Regions from separate parts of the Drosophila melanogaster genome. Here region 2 is linked to region 1. Evidence: chromatin contacts called from public Hi-C data. All regions are on one chromosome and are shown on one strand. The core of a region is the stretch at or near the end of the contact, and the rest is flanking DNA. Distances in the headings are between cores, read along the strand shown.

Region 1 (7,322 bases), core at 1,819-4,318:
AAACTTGGCTCCGACTACCCAGCTGACCATGTCCAAGTCGCCTTTCAGCCATTCAAACTTCCAGACTTCCAGACCGATGTCTCTCTGGGCTCTGCGTTCTGGGTTCTGGCCGTCGTCGTAAGCCTGTTGTTTTAAATAATTAATTATTGTTTGGCTGGCAAATAGTCGACTGGAGATCGAATGCTCTTAGGAAAGGCGTACTGAAGCCACGGCTAGTTGCAATTAGAAGTAAATACTTTTCCCCAAGGAGTGGCTATGTGTTTTCTAAGGAATTCGATCCAAATTGATTTTTTTATTAGAAGTAAAACTACATATTACTGAAAACCTATCACTCCCGTCCTAGTCCGTATTTTCGAATATTCCTAGAAGTACGTCGCTATCCGCTAGACCTTTCGCCAGTCGACTTGCAACACCTCCACCCACATTGGCCCGACTTTCAATCACATTCCTGCCCCAAACTGTGTGCCAACGTATCGGTGCTAGCTATGGCATGGATACTATCCCATAAGACCCCTCATTATCTAGCCTGCAGCTGGGAGCAAATGGGAGATCTCGTTGAGTGCCGGGCGATTGGTAGGGCAATCATGTGATTGAACAAATAACATGCTACGGAGCTGCCACAGCACTTGACTTCATTTCTTTCGCCCGGGAAAGTAGGAAAACTAAGCCAGAGACCGCTACTTAGCCCAATTTTCGCATAATGCACATGAGAAAATTGCACAAGAGCCGAAAGGCTTTTGCCAGGCGGGCACCCAAAAAAAAAAAACACAAAAACACAAAAAATGCCAACATAAACGGCCAAGACAAAGGAAAGGATAGACTGCCACCCCCGGAGTCAAAACGAAAAAAAAAAAAAAAAAAACAGAAAGAAGTGCAGTCAGTCCAGTTAGCTGGAAAAACGCTCCCCAGAGTGGCATTAGAAGGTTGCCAAGGCTGTCAACCCTGCAACTTTGTGTTGAGGGCGATAATTTTTATGACCCCGACAGATTCTCAAGCCGACTGCGATTGACCCACCACCCAAAAGCTGGGCTGCTAACTGGATCTCGCTGGTCACACACCACCAGAAGTGAGGAACAAAATCCTGTCGTGTGCCGGTGCAGATAATTTTATACAATTTATTATATCAAACGGGCGACGTCGCGTGCAACACTTGCCACGTCACATCGGCCATTTCGGGATGGGGACACTGAGATACAGATACTTGGTGCTGCAACACACAGCCTCAGGTTGCGTGTTCAAGTGTTTACTGAAATCCGAATTCAAAAATCCCAATCCCAATCCGAATCCGAGTTGCGTGTGTCCATGGACGATATCAGTGGACTGGGCGTCGTTGGTTTGGCATTAAAAAGCGTTTAATAAGCATTAGATTACAACATTCTCAGCGTTGCAAGGGGTGTGACGACTTAAGCTCATTTAGATATATGTTTTATCGGCGGAGGTATAGAGCCATGAAATCGCCAAAGGGTCTAATTTAAAAGCGTTGCTTAACTCCCATTCCTTAAACCGCCAACCTCAAACCATTTCGCTTTAGTTTTCTTTTTGAACTTGCCATCTCGACCACAAAAGCCACAAACTCGATTCTTTGTTTGATTTTCCTGTAATCAGTTGCGAGATTGGAGCGGGAAACTACACTCGGTTGATTAGTCTTTCGAACTCATTACTCATTTATCTAAAGTTCGGTTTTGGTTTTGGTTAGTGATCTTTCCCGAGATCCTCCCTAAGGGGTTTACAATTTCTGTGTTTCGATTTACCCTCATCCAACTGAGTTTCCACATATGCATTTTTTTTTCACTTTTCTCGGGTTCGATGTGTAATACGATCTGTGTATTCTTTGGAAGTTGTATTTAGTTTTCCCAAATGTGATCCCTAAGTGGGTTCAGTGGGTTAGCATTTGTTTTTTGGTGTTCGTTATGTGGTGATAAGGAATAATGAGGAATTAGCAGCATTGTTCTTAAAAGTATCCATACTAATAGATACTTCTTAACCTTCCCTAACCTGCAGAGAACTTCTGAGAGATCTCTGGAATTACGATACCGATTGCAATGCCCTGCCAAAGCCCAAACATCCAGCTATGCCCATCCAAAAGTCGCCCCATTATGTGCATCTCTAATGAGAATCGGGAGAGAGAGGCATGAATAATGGGTCTATGGGCAGAGTCGATGTCGCGTTGTCTATAAAGCGGCCTTAAAATCCATTAGCGAACGTTGCAGGCATAAATAAACCGCAGTGCCTTAATTTCACTTTGTTGTTCGGTCGGGCCGCGTGTGTTGCAACCAAAAATAGCCAAAAGACGGAGTCGACCAACAAAAAAACGTAAATGGAAACAAATGACGCTAATAAATAAATGGGGAGTGCAGCGACATGAGGAGGCAACTCATATGCGGCCGCGAAGGATTTTCCCTGGCTCTGGGAGGAAATAGTTTGTCATAATGCCCTTCAAACTAAAACAGAGATCCCACAATGCAACCCTGCGAATGCAACTCTGGAGATGGACGCATCTTGCATCTGTTGACACTTACCCTTGAGCGCTCCGACTTGAGTTAATCCGTTTAATCCCGCGAGGAGCAGCAGCAGTGGGAATACTGCGCGTCGACTCCGATCGACTGGCATTATTTTTAGCCGCTCCCCATGAAAATCTCGATTGTTTCTGTGTCGGCGTTTGATCTCGCTGGCAGTTTTATTTTTGATTTTGCTTTTGATTTTAATTTGAATTTCGCTTTCGTTGGTTAAACACTGAGGTTGCAACCGCAGCGGCATTCCACGCATCTCGCACAAATGCATTTTGTCAAGTATTCTCGTTTCGCCTCCTTAATTGCACACCATTTAAAATAGATTTGCACTCATTTCTCGATACGCGCAATCTTTCGGATCTTCTGTTTTGGCACACACAGTATTTCTGTTCCTCCGAGTTAGTTATTCGCTAGCATCTGAATCCATGGCGGCGCCACTAAGTCCGTTTCCCGGAACGACGACGCGCGTAACCCGACGAATCGAACGGATACGGATATATGGACTGTATCTGCATCCGCAGCACATGCGAACCGGCTGACAATCGAAATGCGACTGAGGAACGAATTCTCGTTTCGCCTCGGAGCCGCCACCCGAAGTCCACTTCGGCTACTGCTTCGTGTCTGTGTATCCGAGTACCATCTAGTATCTGTATCGCTTCGTGCGCTGTTCCGCGTTCCAGTTCGTCCCGCTTGTTGCATGCTGTGGAACGCGTTGGAACTTTGTTTACTTTTACTGCAAGACGGTTTGTTTTGTTCCGTCTTCACTCGTTTCGATCCACGTGCCCTAGGTTTATCGTCGAGTCGTGCAACATTTCGGGTGGTGGTGCATCATCATGTTGCTATTGAGTGGATGTGAATTGTTGGAATATGTATCTGACTTCCAGGACTAGATGGGGATTTCTTTGCAGCACAACACATAGTCATGTATTTATTGGCTTTTTTTATGAATAATCTGCATCATTTGCTAATACAAAAAAATCTACATTCAAACGGACTTTAACACCATGCCACATCCATTTCCAAGTCCAACTTGTTTATCTCCAGCTCTTTTCCATTTTTATTCGATCATTCAAGCTCTTTTTCACGTTGTCAAGCCAACAAATTGCCAACCTTTGTGCCGCTCAGCCTCAATAGTTTCCATCCGAATCCGAAAACATTTCGAGCTCGGATAATCCCTACTTGTTGCGCTTTATTGCCCTCCAGCTCCACCGTGTCCGCTCAACCCTTCGCCGGCGCAGAGAGTCGAAAGAGCCCCTCCAAAGGGGCGACCATTTCATATCTAATCTGCTCGAGTGCCCCACTCACTCTCCAGCTGTTAGCTCATCTATTTCCAAACTGCAATAAAGCCAGACACAGTTCTAGACGATCCGTTTCACAATGCGATGAATAGAAATCAAAGTGGAGACCCGTTCTTGGACACTGTCCCAATATCTAGACGCCTCTGCGCGCTAATGAATTTCGAAATCAATTGAATGGCCAGCTAGACGATATTGTATTAATTTATCAAAGTGCATATCCGAAAGGGCTTTCCTCTATAAATCGCTGCCTAATTTCCCAGCGTTTGTTAAATAATCAATAACTTTTCCTCCAGGTAGAGTTCTTCGGACGAGTGTGAAGTCAGTTCATTAATGCCGGTGCTCAGAAAATACAGATACAGATACATTCGACGGGCAGAGAAGTGTAAAATAAAGGTGTGTATCTTTCCTATAAAGGAACTATGCGTGCATTTAGGAGCGGGCAGGTGTGGATTCCCTTTCCCCCTCCACTTCCCCTTTTCAGAGTGCAACACAATGTGCATTGTCTCTGCGAGAAAGAAAGGTCAAAGTGCGTACGGCGTATGTGAGTTTGTTGCCTTCTCAAGTCCCTCGTTTCTTCGATTCTCCGATCCCGACTCTCGAATCCCGATTCCCACTGCCGCTCACCTTTTATAGAGGCGAAGAATCCAGGTAGAGGAAAGAGAGAATTCGTGGCAGGTAAACCATATTTCAAATGCTGATAATTGGCCAATTTACAGCCAGGGCGAGTTGCTCTGCTTGAAAGGCGAGATATCTGAGCCCGGTTGCCACGCTTCATTAGCACTCAAGTGAAGTTGGGCAACGCTGCAAGTATATACGATAATATATAATATATAGATACCTTATGTCCTTTACCTTACCAAAGTAAATCCAATGTGCTAACTATCCGATGGATTCAAGCATGGATTTTTGATCTATGCCCGCAACACCCAAAATATTTACTCCTTAAGCTGGCCCGATTAAACCTGCCAACCCATGACCTTACCAAAACAGAGGGCCAAGAAGTTTGGCAACACTGGACTGCACTCTGAGTTATCTAGGCTGAAATGTTGACACTGCCTTTGTCATGTTTGGGCCTCTCGCCCTCTCTTTCCAACCGGCTCGTCCCTCTCTGTCACACAGTCTACTGACTGACTGTTTGTCTGTCATGTCGGTTGGTTTAAGCCTTGTTAATGGCATGTAAGTTGCGTCTCAATTGCGGATTTGCGAGCTTCCAAACGAAATGAAATGACATTTTGATTGTCAAGCCAAAGCTGAAAAAGATGAGAGGAAGGCGAAACTCACGAAACTTATAAATGCACTTTAATGTACGTGTTTAAGTTTATTGGAAGGATGCGCTGCCTTCTTTTCATTTCTCGGGCCATTTGTGCGCTCAAAAGTAAACAAATTACGTATACGTGCACACTCAAGATAATTGAAATTAGCGACTGTGACAGCATGATTACCTTCCCCAACATCTCCAGGGATCCGCCCATCCACAAATCCCGTGGACAAACAACACACGAGCGAGGATGAGGATGCGGGGACTCAGATACGAAATACGTCCGAAAGATACAGATACACACGCACCACGTATCCGAAGACGCCGAACGCCCACTCGAGTGCCAAACCCCTATTGAGTGGGTTTTTTGGACAGGCCACGAGTGTGGATGCTTCTGCCTTCCCATTTCCCATGCTATACACTCGAAAAAATTACACATGTCGAACAGAAATGTCCAATCATTTACTCAATAAGAATCACCAGAACTAAGGAATATTCGATTCCAAAATGGCTGTCAGTTTTTTATAACATTGGGACCTGCTGTAAAAGTATCGTGATCTATTTTTTGTTTTGCTCAGTGTACCAATACGATTGAGCCTCCCCGAAAACAGAAAACTGAAAGCCCAACCCAGAACGCATTGAGATTGCGTCTGAAGTTTGTACAATTGCTGGATATATGATAATGAGCAGGAAATGAGTTGAGTGTGAAATTTATGGGCAGGAGTGCTGTTCTATGATTTCCACAATGACTTATGATCGTAATTAAAAACTTTTCCGAGAGTGTCAATAAAATATTACGCCTTTTAGGAGGTGGCTTGTGGGCAGGGTAAGTCCATGCCTTTAACACATCATCTATCACAAACACACTCTCTAATCCCGATGGTCCCAAAAATATTCGTGAAAATGCAGCAGCTTCCACATAAAATGGTAATCCCATTAGCATAAACTAAATGCAACAAATGAAATTAAAAGTCAATAAAAGTTTAACTAGCTCGAACAATAAAAATCAGCGACTGTATTCTGTTGGCTGTAAAATAAATCAAATGACAAAAAAACACAAATGTTTGCAAAATAATAACTTTTGAGTAAATTATAGGGATTTGGCGAGCATAATTTTTATTTTTTATATTTAATTACCAAATTGAACAAGTAAATTCGGCGTATTGTATTGTATTATATTTCATCGGTAGCAACTGAAAATAAATAATTTTAATGGGCTGTATTTAGTATATCGACTTGCTTTCATTAAGTTAGTAGTATAATTTTATTTTATACTTTGAAATAATTAAACCAACAAACTTCCAAATAAACGACCCCGACTACCCTATATTATACGTAATTAGAGCACATTTATTTGCAAATGCTTTGTTGAATTTGCATTCGCTTTAATTTTCGTTCGAAATGAATTAGGATTTCGATGTGCAGGCGGTGATAGCTGCTTATTAACATTTGTTGCTTTTATGGCTTTTAATTAATATTTTCAGTAGTTTGCCGCCGAAAAGACCACCAGGCGAGACGGCAATAGCGAAGAAAGAGACAGCGATGGCGATAACTCTTCATGCATTCAGTCGTGCATTCAGCTTTTTGTTTGAGTGGGCGGGAGTATTTCATTTGAATGGTTTATTTGTGTGGCGCTTTTTCAGTTTGGGGAACAGTTTCGTAATCAAGATAATCATAGAGTGGATTCATTAAAATCGAAATATGAGCAGCAACAAAAACAAAAAGCCAGCGACGCTTTTGAAGCTGCTGGCGGTCCCTCCGAAAACCCAACGATCCAACAATCCAACAATCTAACAATCCAAAAGTCCCAAACCCCCGACGTTTTTCAATGTGTGGCAAATAGTTTTGTAGATTTCTATCGAAAAAAATGTTTGTTGTTTTTCGGTTTCCATTTTAGTTGTTTTCTGGTAGCAGAAAATAAACAGCAGGCGACCACCGCCTATGGGCATAATTAATTACATATTTCAATTGTGCGACACTGGGGGATTACGAAATGTTCAAATTGTCATTTGTTTGTTTAATGCTTGCCCTTTTCATATGAGGAGCGTTTCATTTCGATATTTTCGAGTACCATTGAATTGCGATTGAAAGTTCATCGGGCTTTAGCCGTGGCTAATCCGAAAACAAGCCCCGGATCCTCGGATCCCCTCATCTAATCACTTAATACCGCCAATAACCCATTGTTAGCCATCCAGACGGCCAGTCAATTTAAGAACCATCTATCATTAAATAATTTGTTAAATTTCTGCCAAACTA
Region 2 (7,322 bases), core at 2,414-4,913, 230 kb after region 1:
AACTTTTCCTTGATATCCATTTCCTCCACCCCAATTTACCGTTTTTTTTTTTTTTTTACTACTTCGTCCTCGTCGATTGCGGGTAATAGAGCATTCAACCTGGTCCCAAAATCAGGTCGAGAGCAACAGGAGTTCCCCTTCACAAAGCCGTGGGCAAAAATTATTACATTAGCCGGCGCTTTTCCTTTTCACCGTGTTCGTCCTGCAAGGTAGTAAAAATTATGTGTAAAATGTCCTTGAAACCCCTTTTTTTATCTTTTGTTGTCTGTCTTCCTTTTCTCCGCATTGTTTGTTTTCCCTCGCTCATTTTCGCCTCGCTTTTGAATGAACAAGCGGATTCAATAAGGAGCCGCTTAAGCGCGCAATATTTTCTGGGACTGCGACGCAGTTGTAACTTCTTTCGGAAAAACTTTAAAGAGCATGGAAACTGGAAGTTACTCCTCTTATATTTTGAAGTACTTTTTCAAGAATTTGGATGCCTGCTTCTTTGGTTTCCTCATAAAATTAGCGCTTAACATGGAGTCAAATTTAAAAAAGGGAATATAGAAACAAAAACTGAGAACTTTGAGATCAAATATAACAAACAAACTTACTCATATGCACATATTCAAAAACATATCCATGTATATATATGTATGTTAACGCACACATGCGAATAAAATGTGCTGGCAATGCTACAAAAACAAATGATATCATCTTATCTGAAAACGCAACAACATTGATACGAAAATCGTGGCGGGGGGAGGGGGGATTTAAGGGGTTGTGGGTGTAATGGGGAGGGGGATTTCTAAGTGGGTGGGATGTGTAAGCATTTGCTTGTTTGACAGGCATTACAAACACAAACGCCAAGCCAAATGTCAAGCGTAAAATTTTTTTTTATGCTGCAATTCTTAGAAAAGTTCCTTCGATTTTAAAAATCACATTTTACGATACAAAATTTCGATTAAATTTGATTAAGTTCGCTTTATCATTAGAAACGAAAGTACAGGCTGATTTTATTAGCAAGTATTTCACTTGAGGCCTTTTCAGCTTCATGGCACCACTATCCATAACCCCAAAATGTAATATCTTCTGCACGGCATAAAAATGCAGTATACACACATAAAACTGTGTTTTTTTTGGCGGCTCCAAAGCAAAAGCGAAAAGCACAAACAAGCAAACATATTTATGTACAAAATACACAAGCAAACAAACAAATATAGCCGTGCAAGTGTACATAAATACATACAGGCGAATGTAATTGCCAAATAGTGTACATAGGCGAGCCTACGCACTCACGCACACAAACAAGCGAGGTAGAGAGAGAGAGAGAGACAGAGAGAGAGAGAGAGTGAGACAGCAAAAACAGCAAAAGCAGCGCAGCAGCAGCAAAAGCAAAAGCAACTTTGCAGCGACGTCAGTTTGAGTACATAACAAATAAATGCTAAAATTTCACGAAATACCAAAAAACGCACACCCAAAAATGCGCGCACACCAATGCAAACACCCACACAACCACACGCACGCGCCCCACACAAGCACACACACACAGACGTTGTGTGTATGTGCGTGTGTATACAAGGCATACGAACGCAAGCTGCAAAAGTGCGTTCGGAAACAGAATTTCGGGGCTGTGGTCGCAGGCCCAAAAAGTGGAGCATATAACGCACAGCCACCCACTTAATCCAGCCCCTTTCCACAACTCCCTCAAATGCACAGAAAATAAAAGAAACGAAATATCAATAAAAGTAATATTTTGATGCGCCTATTTTCTAAAGTTCAGATGAATTCTGAATGCACATGAATCGTATGATTGGTTTCTCGTTTAGAATCTATCCATTGTATATAATTATATATATTGTTACATTATTATTACTATATAATATAATAATATTATATTGCTTGTACTTCTAGTATTATTTAATTTATTACTTTTTCCTTTTCCACGTTTTTTTTTTTCAGTGCGCTAACAAAAGTTGTGTAGCTAAGCAAAAAGTTGAGTGACGAAGAGCAGGGGAAGACGTAGGTCCAAAAAGTGCGTGCAGTACTGCAAAAGCAAATGGAGAGCCAAAAAGAGAAGCACAGGGGTGGATTTAGGAGGTGGAGTGAGGTTTATTGGCGCTCGACCGAAAAATGCACTGCATTTTTCGTTATGGAAAGGGTTTGATCTAGTGGTATTTTTATAAAATAAAAATATATGAAATTAATTTAAAATGCATCGAAAAAGAATTATTAAGGAACGCGTTCCGGAATAATTCCACTTCCGACTGGGGAAGCAAAAGCAGCAGCAAAAGCAGGAGCTTTTGCCTTTGCTTATTGGATTTTCGACGCCGGCACTCCACGTGTTTCTTGAATCGCGTAAATTGTTCGTTTTCCCTTACCACACCCCGCCCCTTTACCGACAAGCTTTCATTGTCATTGTGTGTGCATAAAATGGCAGCAGAGAGAGAGAGAGAGAGAGAGAATGGGAAAACATGCGCCAAAAAAAAGCTTACCGCTCTCTCCTCTCTTTCGCTCACTGCAAAACGAATGCGCATTGTTATTGTTTTTGGCAAGGCTGCACTGAAAAAAAAATACTGTTGCTAACGAACTGTCAATGAATAGAAATAAGGTAATTGTTTGATTCAACTTTATCAACTCTTTTTCCACTAAAATTAAGTGGTTATTGTTTGATTGGCTAGGAATTTGATATTTTTGATGGGAATTGCATTCAAAAAAGGGACTCCTGACACTTGTGTGAATAGGGGAAGTTTTTGGGCTGAGAAATGAAAAGCATTTTGAGGGTTTTTGTTCCAATTTTGATGGTTTGATCGGAAAGTTCTCAAGGGATATGCAAATTATGCGAGAACTGAGTAGTTAGGTTATTATTGTTTTCTTCCTAGAAATCAAAGACCAATTGTAAGAATTTTCTAAAGAATTCCAAAGAATTCCACTAAAAAAATTTTATCCTTTACTTTTGTTTTCTGAGAGTGATCAAGATTTTAAAGAAACGTAATGCGTTCTTTTGCATTAAAGCTATGCAATTAACATTTTTCCCATATTCCCATCTTAACTCATTGTGCCGATCTTAAAGTGGTTTTCCATATAAATCGCCTCTTGCGAACCCTATTTCTATTGCATCTAATATTCAGAGACCACCTGGATGGAATCCCCCGCTGTTCGAATAGGTTAAGACCAAGTTAAGGTTTGCTTTTGCTATTTCGGGACGAGATTTCCCTAAACATTTTCCACTTGAGCGGAGCTCCTATAAATTACCTCATGTCCTTTGCCTTATGCAATTGCGCCTGCAAAAGAGAGAGTGAGAGAAAGAGTGAGAGACTCACCCCCGGATTATGAGGATATATGTAATTTTTATCCTGGGGCGGCAGTGCATACACACAGAAAAAGACATGCAAAAAGCAGTTGCAACGACCATTACTTCTACTCGCCTGAGTAAATTGTGTTCTAAAAATCATTAAAAAAAAATATGTAAACTATTTTCTGTTATACTTTAGACTATTTTCGGTTATCCTTTTTAAGAATCCTTGTTGGAGATGTCCAATCTGACAATTGCAAGTTGCTCGCCTGCATTCCAATTGGATTAAAAGCTCGCTCGCTCGCTCGCGCTCTCTTTCTCTCTCTCTCTACGGAGCACACCACTGCACGCTTGTTCGTTCGCCGCCTGTTGGAATCGAAATCGAATCGGCAGTCAAAAAGAAACTGCCGTGTTGAACGGACGTGTTGAAGTTTCGCGGTTGCTTGTTTCGGTGGTGCTCGCAGCAGCAGCAGCGTTTGTGCATTCGCATTCGCAGTCGCAAATTCGCATCGCCTCGTCGCTCGTCAGCCCTGGCAACTGCAGGCAACTCAAGTTTTACACGTAAATTAAGAAACGAGGAAGCACGGACAGAATCGAAACCGCTTGATAAAACAGTTATTCTCTACATTTCTGAACTGAAAGAACTGCAGCGGATGAAGTGCAAAAAGCGAAAAGTGCTAAAAGTTTGCGGCATTGAACACTTTTAATTATTATTTACGTTTTGTTTGTGTTTCGTCGAGCAAAGCAAATGCACAAACTAACTGTCCAGTGTGCATGTGTGTGGCAAGAGTGCGTGAGTGCGTCGTGAGTGTTGCAAAACGGCTGTTCGCCTAGTAATTCAAAGGTAATTTTGAGTGAATATTGATCATATTGAAGTGCATGTGGTATGTTTCAAAGCTCAAATAAAGTGACATAAAATCAAAAATGAACAATTATGCGTGTGTACTTGGTTTTCTCGCACACATGAAATTCTGGCCTATGTGTGTGTGTGTGTGACTTTGCAACTCGAATTTCAAACGGTACAAAACGCAGCATAAAAAATGAAGCGAATAGCAAAAGCAAACTGAGAAAAAGTGAAGTATAGACTTTTATGCATAACCAAAACGTCTGCATTTTTAATCAAGCAACAACAATAGAAAAATAAGCAAAAGCAAACTACAACAACAACAGCGAGGAGTACATGGAACAATAAACAACCCTCCCCGTTTTCCGCCTCCCCCTGAAAATAAACAAGGCGCAATACCAGTGAACTGAACCCCTTTTTTGCACTGTGTGTTTATGTGTGTGTGTGTGTGTGTGTGTGCTACGAAATAGCAATTAAGGGAGAATAGAGGAAAGTGCATGAAGTGCAGGAAAGAAGGCAAAATGCAATTAATCCCCAGGACACTTGTTCAAAAAAGCGAGAGAAAAGTGTAGAATAACGGTGAACAAGTGTTGAACAACTACAGAAATACACTACAAAATGTGAAAACTTCTTAAAAATAGTTTTGAAGTAAATGTTCTTAAAACAATTAGACAATTCACTGCTCAAATAAAAATGTTTCCCCTTCCCCAAAATTTCCAAGTCCCAATGCCATATAAAGTGTTTTTGAGTAGAATAAAAGACATTTGCCAGAAGCAAAGTGGGAATTACGGTCCCAAAATGGGAAAATGAAATATATTCTGCGATAATAAAATCATTAATCCAATTCCACTTACAAGAAATCGGGCTGATAAGAAACCAGAAATTCTGGGCACAAATGAAATGAAATTTATTCGGGTGAACTGTGACAAATTAATATAATATTAAAAAGAAAATGAATACTTAAAACATGTCACATTATCCCCGAATAGATTTGAGTTTCAATCAGCCAAATTCCACTTACACTTTTTAATAACAATTTTCTAACCGCTTTTGTATTTGCAGCCAAATGTCAATGTGAAAATGTCTCAACGAGCAAATTTTAGGAAAGTCAAGAAAAACATTCAACGACCTCAAAACCAGCGAATGCTACAAAATGCGAATCAAGAACATTTAACCATCTAAATATTCAAAATCAATTTAATTGAATCAAATAACGCGAAATTGCAACAAATCAACCTAAAAATGAACTGAAAACAAAAACATTTCGAAAAACAACGCAAAATTCTAAAATTGGCAACATAAGTTTTGGTCTTGAATTAAATACAACAAAAATAAATTAACAAAAAACGATTTTTGGCAACAAAACATCATACATAAAATATACACAAATTGTAATTATCTCAAAACGTCCACACGTGAAAATGATTTGCAACTAAGATGACAATCTAATAAAATCAATGTAAATTTTTAACGCAACAAAAGGAAAACCAAAACCGTCAGCAAAAACCAGCCCAAAATCAGTTGAAAAGCCGAGGGAAATCTTTTTAGAACAAACGCAGAAAACCGCAAAAATTTAAGCCACCAAATTGGTAAACTATTCAAAATTATTGGTTCGGACATACGCAATACTAAACACAGCAACACAACAACAACAACAACAACAGCAACAACAGCAGCCATAGCAACTACTACAGTGATCACTACAGTAAAAGCAACCGCAACAGAAGCAGCAGATAAAACGTGTGTGTTAGTTTGCATAAAAATTTCGTTTCGATAAAAGCAAAGCAAAATCATTTAACAAAATAAATAAAGAATAAAGTAAAAAAAAAAATTACCAATCGTAATACATGTATTTATAAAATATATACCTATACATATATCTATGCTTACGAATTATATCGGAGAATATTTGGTAAACAATTTTTGATAAAAACAACTCGAGTATATATCCTAACTAATTAGCAACAAAAAGAACTAGAACATTTGGCCTAAGTGAAAAAAAAAGTGAAGTGAGAAAAACTAAAAAGAAAAACTTATAAATTCAAAATTACCACTTGTGAAAGGTGTTACAACTGAGGATTCTGGATTTGGATTAATGCGTAAATTTGCAATTGAATATTAAGGTGAGTTTGTTATGTTATATTTATGAAAAATTCACAACTTGTCATTTTTTCACACATCTCTTCGCATTTCTTAATGGCCCTTTTAAGTTTCCCCACGCACGAAAAAGTGCGTAAAATGAAAAATGTTTTTTTTTTTTTTAGAAAGTGTCCACAAACATTTGCAAACAATTACCGCTCGTAAAAAAAAGGCAAGTGCTCCGCCTCTAATTACAATTATAATTTATGCAAAAAGTAAGGAAAACATTTTTTGGTCAAGAGAAAAATTGTCTACGCACTTTGCGTATGATTTATGACACTCAAAACTTGGCGTTGCATATTAATACGCGAGAAAAAAGCAAAAGTTGCTTGCTTGTCACTTCTACATGTGTATCTACGCACACACACACACAAACTCTCTCACACACTCACGCACGGAAAGGGGTGTAGATATTTTTTGGGGTTGTGCATAAATTAAAAATATATTACTTCTGCTTCTTGCCGATGCACAAAAAAAAAAAAAAAATGCGGCGCAGTTGACACGCAATATTTTTCGACTGCGCTGCCGGCGCCGCTGCCACTTTGACCTACTTAGCAAACGCAGCGTGTTCCAAATTTTGTGCGTTGTGTACTTCTTTGTACCGCTCTCGCCCCCTCTCCCTCGCGCACTCGCCCCGTCCCGCTCGCACGCGTTGGGGTTGGTCTGGCATTGCGTGCGCTGGAAGTTGTAGTTTTTGTTTCAGTTTCTGTTGTTGTTGCTGCTGTTGTTGTTGTGTGGGGTCTTCCGCATTTAATTAAATGCACAATAGTTTTTAAAGCTTTTACACCTCAAACAATTTCAACAAGCATTTAAATATTCAATATGCATTTTAATTCCTAAAACCTCACTTAAGTCTACAGAGATTGAAAAAAAAATAATAATAATAATTCGAAAGAGAACGAATCTTATAGATACTTCAAATATCTACAAGATACATCAGTACTTAAGCTGCTAAAATAATAACAATAATCAGTAAAAATCTACAGAAGACGCACTATTTTTTATCTGTGCAGCAATTTCCGTGGCGCTTTTGTCTTAGTTTTTGTCTGCTGCATTTTCCCCGGT

Evidence for each region. Hi-C and Micro-C count contacts between places; a contact is called where the count stands out from the background.
Region 2: a contact with region 1 is called in a Hi-C map of the Kc167 cell line, with 2.8 times the contacts expected there. A contact is called at or near these places in 3 of 107 Hi-C or Micro-C datasets (the Kc167 cell line, the S2 cell line and wing imaginal disc).

Annotation. Positions count from the first base shown.
Region 1 is chr2L:1,417,385-1,424,706 of dm6, forward strand. It overlaps robo2 (roundabout 2), which reads right to left and starts at 3,069. Exons shown (of 14, transcript NM_080531.4): 1 at 2,520-3,069. The coding sequence starts at 2,781.
Region 2 is chr2L:1,647,595-1,654,916 of dm6, forward strand. It overlaps chinmo (Chronologically inappropriate morphogenesis), which reads left to right and starts at 3,664. Exons shown (of 7, transcript NM_001258910.2): 1 at 3,664-4,118; 2 at 5,181-6,241.